2 separate regions of the Pan troglodytes genome follow, and region 1 is linked to region 2. The links are chromatin contacts, called in public Hi-C maps. All regions are on one chromosome and are shown on one strand. Each heading gives the region's core, a stretch centred on a gene start, on an enhancer-like site or on the middle of the called end of the contact. The rest is flanking DNA. Distances are from core to core; before and after follow the strand shown. Region 1 holds the start of SKA3 (spindle and kinetochore associated complex subunit 3). Region 2 overlaps LOC134808207 (a long non-coding RNA gene).

Evidence for each region. Hi-C and Micro-C count contacts between places; a contact is called where the count stands out from the background.
Region 1: a Hi-C map of stem cell-derived neural progenitor cells shows a contact between it and region 2, with 3 times the contacts expected there. The contact joins the promoter of SKA3 here to the enhancer-like site in region 2. A contact is called at or near these places in 1 of 7 Hi-C or Micro-C datasets (stem cell-derived neural progenitor cells) and 1 of 1 datasets of contacts at active chromatin or transcription factors (stem cell-derived excitatory neurons).

The regions. Positions count from the first base shown.
Region 1 is chr14:20,386,209-20,389,261 of NHGRI_mPanTro3-v2.0_pri, reverse strand. SKA3 (spindle and kinetochore associated complex subunit 3) reads left to right here and starts at 1,745. Exons shown (of 9, transcript XM_009426703.4): 1 at 1,745-2,874. The coding sequence starts at 2,052.
Region 2 is chr14:20,152,225-20,155,530 of NHGRI_mPanTro3-v2.0_pri, reverse strand. It overlaps LOC134808207 (a long non-coding RNA gene), which reads left to right. Exons shown (of 6, transcript XR_010150754.1): 3 at 3,036-3,305. Among named protein-coding and RNA genes, the nearest start is that of XPO4, 40 kb to the right of the region's middle. Within about 2 kb of position 1,865, at least 2 of the 24 cell types and tissues checked have an H3K27ac peak or open chromatin away from gene starts, as enhancers often do. A contact at or near this core is called in stem cell-derived neural progenitor cells, where this site is marked.

The sequences.
Region 1 (3,053 bases), core at 496-2,995, 230 kb before region 2:
GTCCATCTCATCACTGGCTGTAACTGTGGACAGTTCCTTAAATGTTTCCTCAAATATAAAATAGTTCCAACCGTATAGAGTGCTGTATACTGTGTCACCAAATGCATATTGTATAGGGTACTGTATTACACTGCTATATACAGTATGTATTTAGAAACACAAAGTTTTTGACTATTTTTATTATATTCTGAAAGCAAACATCTTCAACTGGTAAATTACATGGTATATTAAATTATTTTCAAAAAAGATATTTTTATTTATATTATTATATGTATTTTTTGAGATGGTGTCTCACTCCCACCATGCAGGCTGGAGAGCAGTGGCACGATCTCAGCTCACTGCAACCTCCACCACCTGGGTTCAAGCAATTCTCCTTCCTCAGCCTTCCCAGTGGCTAGGATTACAGGCATGCATGACCAAGCCTGGCTAAATTTTTTTTGCTAATTTTTATATTTTTAGTAGAGATGGGGTTTCACCATATTGGCCAGGCTGGTCTCGAACTCCTGACCTTGTGATCCGCCCACCTTGGCCTCCCAAAGTGCTGGGATTACAGGCGTAAGCCACCACGCCCGGCTAATTTTTGTATTTTTAGTAGAGATGGAGTTTCGCCATGTTGGCCAGGCTGGTCTGGAACTCCTGATCTCAGGTGATCCTTCTGCCTAAGCCTCCCAAAGTGATGGGATTACAGAAGTGAGCCACCGTGTGGGCCTCAGCCATACAACTTTGACAAAGTTCTTTGTGTGTCTTCCCAGTCAATCCTGGTTTCTCCTTTATTCCTGTTCCCACAGACGCAATTCTGATTTTTTTTCCCCACCTAAATTTTCTTTTTCTGTCGCCCAGGCTGGAGTGCAGTGACACAATCTCGACTTACTGCAGCCTCCACCTCCTGGGTGCAAGCCATTCTCCTGCCTCAGCCTCCTGAGTAGCTGGGATTACAGGCCTCACCACTGCACCCGGCTAATTTTATGTATTTTCAGTGGAGACAGGGTTTCACCATGTTGGTTGGGCTGGTCTTGAACTCCTGGCCTCAAGTGATCTGCCCGCCTCAGCCTCCCAAAGTGCTGGGATTACAGGCGTGAGCCATCCCGCCTGGCCATATATTATTGTTATTTTAGATAGGGTCTCGCTATGTTGCCCAAGCTGGACTCAAGCAATATTCCTGAATAGCTGGGACTACATGCAAGCACCACAGCACCCTGCCAAAATAGCTAAAAAATACACCTTCCTTAACAGTTCTGATAAATATCTTTTACTTCGTTTATTTTTCTTTTTTGAGATGCAGTCTCCCAGGCTGGAGTGCAGCGGCATGCTCTCGGCTCACTGCAACCTCCGCTTCATTGCAACCTCTGCCTCTGAGGTTCAGGCGATCCTCCCACCTCAGCGTCCCAAGTAGCTGGGATTGCAAGCCTGCACCAACATACCCAGCTAATTTTTTTTGTATTAGTAGAGACGGGTTTTATCACCTTGGCCAGGCTGGTCTTGAACTCCTGACCTCAAGTGATCCGCCCGCCTTGGCCTCCCAAAGTGTTGGGATTACAGGCGTGAGCCACCGCACCCGGCCTCTTTTACTTCGCTTAAATGTCCAATTTTAGTAGTAAAATCCCGGAAAATGTTTTTAGGAGTATGTTTAACTGAAAAGCTCATATTTTCTTTCATTTTTGGGCAATTCTTAAGGTAAGCAAACTAATGTTGCATGATAAAGCCCCCATCAAGTATCTCATACTTAAGCAAAGACCTCAAATCATTGTGGCTTTATTGCAGCTTTCCTTCAAAATATCATCTGTGACTGAGGAAATCCCTATCTTCCTATCAGACTAATGAAACCACAGGACAGCAATTAGACTTTTAAGTATTGGGTGGTTTAGAGCCCTAGATATTCTATATGCAGACTACTCATGTTTGTTTGTTTTAATAAAGACTGGTCCAAAGGCTCATTTTCACAGAAGCTACTGTTTTTCAGTTCCAGGACCAGGTAAAGATGGGCAGCTCCGTGATCCATAAAATCCAAGGGTGACGACTCAGGATTAGGACCATTTCTTGGTGACATTGAGATGGTCGAGCTGGTCCGCAATGAATCTATGCGGGGGGAACTTGGAAGTGGCGGCCGCCTTTATGGCCTCGAAGGCCTCCCTCCTGCGCACCGCCGCGTGGCCGCGCTCCTGCTCCCGGGTCATGTAGGGCATGCTCAGCCAGTAATGGTTCTCCGCCTCGATCTCCAGGCGGCGGATCATGTTCTGCTTGGCGCGCAACGACACGAACCGCGGCCGCCGGTGCTTCCCGATCCACTGACGGCCGGGAATGCGGCCGCGGTAGAGGAGCGCAGTCAGGAACATGGTGCCTGCGGAAGAGAGGGACGCGCTTTGAGGAGGCGAACTGGCGCGGCCGGACCTGGAGAGAGCAGCGGGCGCGCGCTCCAGCTCACGCCTACGGGAGTTCCCCACCGCCTCCCCTCCAGAGAAGCGGGGAGCCCAGGTAAGGCCAGCAGGCGAAGAAGGCGCTTCCTAGAGAACCGAATTCGCAGAGCTACTCACCAGCCGCGCTGCTCAAGACTCTGCGTCTCCGCGGCCGCCGGCAGACGCTGTGGCGTAAGCGCACCCGTCTCGCGGGGTCTCCTGGGGCCTCGGCGAGAGACTTCGGCTCTCGCGAGAGAGGACTGCGCCTGCGCAGAGCCGAGGACGCGTCCGGCGCCCAGATTCAAACTAGTGGCGGGAGGCTGTGAGCTGAGCGGTGGGGTCTGCGTACGCCTGGAGTCCTTCCCCGCTGTGCTCAGCATGGACCCTATCCGGAGCTTCTGCGGGAAGCTGCGGTCTCTGGCCAGCACGCTGGACTGCGAGACGGCCCGGCTGCAGCGAGCGCTGGACGGAGAGGAAAGCGGTGCGTGAGGCGGGCGGCCAGGGCACGGTGCGTGGGGTGCGCCGCGGGCGGAGGGGCGTGGCGAGTGGACGGTATGTCCCACGGGAACCGCCAGGCACTGACGGCGTGGACGGCTGCCACCGAGGCGCAGGGCGGGTGCTGCGCGTCTCAATGCTCGGCGTTTGGCGTTAGCGTAGCTC
Region 2 (3,306 bases), core at 616-3,115:
ACCTTGTGATCCACACGCCTCAGCCTTCCAAAGTGCTGGGATTACAAGCGTGAGCCACCGCGCCCTGCCTGTGTTTATTTTACGAGGTTTTGAGGATCCTGTTAAAGGGCTCAGCATTCTCAGTTCAGTTCTACAAATGTTTAATGAACACCTAATATATGACTGGCACTATCCAAGGAGAGATATCTTCTCTCCCTTCCTCTGTTCCTTCATTAAATATATTTTGTGTACCTGCTGTGTGCCAGACACTGTACTGTGTATTGGGGATACCCGTGAAGAAGGTGGACATGCTTCCTTCTGCCCAGGACTCACAGGAGGGGAAAGCATTTAGAAAATTATAATACAATAGTCTCAAAGGTATGATGGAGAAGTGGAGGAAGCTGCTGCTGGAGCACCCAGGAGAGGACGCGATCCAGACTGGGGAGGTCATGGAAGGCGCCCAGTGGAAGTGATGCCTACCTGAAACCTACTATTAGGCAGCAGAGGCCAGAGAAGGGGCACACATGGTGTGGGGGATGTCGCCATATGTCTGGAGCTTCACAGTGCCTGAAGAAGATTTGAGGCTGGAGGCACAGGCAGGGCCCAGGTAGCGAAGGGCCGTATGAGTCTTATTAAGGAAACTGGGCAAGATTAACCAAAGTTGGTTATCTGTTGCTTGCAGCTAAAGAACTCAACCAGACTGAAATAGAATCACAGAATCATGTATTTCGAGTCTCGCAAGGAACTCCAGAGACAATCTGATTTGGAAACAAACCTCTGGGCAGTTAAGGATTATCAGCTCTCTCTTGTAAGTGGGGTGGATCACTCAGGTTAGGAAACAGAAGTAGCCCCACAGTGTCACAGTGAATATGTGCTAGAGTGAAAACACCCACACCTCCTGTCTCTCAGGGTGGAGGGGCGCATTCCCCACCACCTCTTTGTTTATCCCACGTGGTTTCTAGTATAACACCTTGCTTTGAGAGGGAACCATTTTAGTAGAGACAATAATACCCAATTTAAGCATATCAGTTAAAAACAATGAGAAGGAAAAAGCTACATTAGCTGGTAAGAGAGTGAAGGTGCCATATAGTACTTCTTCCAGTATTCAGATCAACTCTTTTAGATTTTTTTTACCAACCTCCTATGTTAAATATACTTCTTTTTTTTTTTTGAGACGGAGTCTCACTCTTTCGCCCAGGCTGGAGTGCGGTGGAGCAATCTCGACTCACTGCAACCTCCGCCTCCCGAGTTCAAGCAATTCTCTGCCTCAGCCTCCTGAGCAGCTGGGATTACAGGTACCTGCTGCCATGCCCGGCTAATTTTTGTATTTTTAGTGGAGACGGGGGTTTCACCATCTTGGCTGTGCTGGTCTCGAACTCCTGACCTCGTGTTAGACCCGCCTCGGCCTCCCAAAGTGCTGGGATTACAGGCGTGAGCCATCACGCACTGCCAGTTCTATTCTTTCTTAACTTCCCTTTTCCTTGAAATAATCCTCCCCTTACCCAACTGACTCTTTTCTCCTCTTTTTTTTTTTTTTTGTTGTTGTTGTTGTTGAGATGGAGTCTTCCTCTGTCGCCCAGGCTGGAGTGCAGTGGCATGATCTCGGCTCACTGCTACCCCTGCCTTTGAGGTTCAAGCAGCTCTCCTGCCTCAGCCTCCCAAGTAGCTGGGATTACACGTGCCCGCCATTATGCCCGGCTAATTTTTGTATTTTTAGTAGAGACGGAGTTTTGCCAGGTTGGCCAGGCTGGTCTCGAACTCCTGACCTCAGTTGATCCGCCTGCGTCGGCCTCCCACAACTGACTCTTTTCTTATGTTGAACAAAGTAAAGTTTCCCTGAGTGCCCTGAGCAGCTAGGGCGCCATCAAGGAATGAAGCGTCCTGAATGGATCCTTCTAGAAAAGGCTGGGGGTGGGAGCCACCTGGTGGCCAAAGCTGTGCAGACCACAGCTGTGTAATGAGGCAAGTTGGTTTAAAAAAGGAACAGGCTGCAGAGCCGAAGTATTTGTCAAAGTAATAAAAACGTTTAAATGAGTCATTTGGTTTATAGCAACTCCTAGGAAACGCTTTTCCAAACAATTTAGTCTGTTGAGCGCACACAGTACTGGTTTCCGCTAGAGTCTTGTTCATATAATTGAGAAATTCGCAACTTAGACTTGAGCAGCAGTTCTCAAAGTGTGGTCTGTGGACTTCAGGGGCACACGAAGTCCCCCTTTTCAATTGTATACCTGGGGGGTGCTGGACTTCCCCATCTACTTCAAACAAAACATATGGTAACAGGTCAAATGTGGAAGCAGAAATAAAAACTCCACCATCTGCGACCGGATGCGATGGCTCACGCCTGTAATCTCAGCCTTTTGGGAGGCCGAGGTGGGCAGATCACTCGAGGTCAGGAGTTCAAGAGCAGCCTGGCCAACAATGGTGAAACCCCGTCTCGACGAAAAATACAAAAAAATAGCTGGGCATGGTGGCGCATGCCTATAAATCCCAGCTACTCGGAAGCCTGAGGCGCGAGAATCGCATGAACCCGGGAGGCAGAGGTCACAGTGAGCTGAGATTGCACCACTGCACTCCAGTCTGGGCAACAGAGTGAGACAATGTCTCAAAAAAAAAAAAAAAAAGAGAATTCCACTATCTGATATTAAACCCGCTATTCAAGAGGTTTGCAAAATGTAAACCAATGCCACTGATGCCACTAACTTTTATTTTGGGAAATATAGTTATTTTGCATAAAACACATTATTTGTGTTAACATGTAATTGGTTTATAATGGCCACTTTTCCATTTATAAATATTCTTTAATTTTTTCCATTTTAATTTTTAATGTGATAAATATTGATAGATAGATATGGATATAGATATACCTCCTTTCTGTCCCCTCACTTCATATACATGAATTTGTCTGAAGTTCTCAATAATTTTTAAGAGTATAAAGGGATCCTAAGCTCAAAAAGTGCTAGAACCACTGGACTAGAGCAATGTGTCAGCTGAGCATTAAAAACAGTACAGAATTTGACATTCCCCTGGAGGGGTTACTGTGTGATGATTTGAATCAGATACACTTGCAGATGTGTTTCCATCAACCTCTGTATTGAAGGCCCAGTTATCTCTACTTACCTTGTTGCTCGTGTAAACACCTCTTAAGTACCACTTAAACACCACTCCAAATCTTTGGACACCCTTGGACGCTTGCTCCACCCTGCTGCCACTGCAGAAACCAGCTGTCTGTGGACACTGCCAGCTCCATGTGGCATCCCAAATGGCACCCACCTCACAGGACCCCTGGCCTCTATGCTTGAGAAACCCACAGTAAGTCAGAGAAAAAAG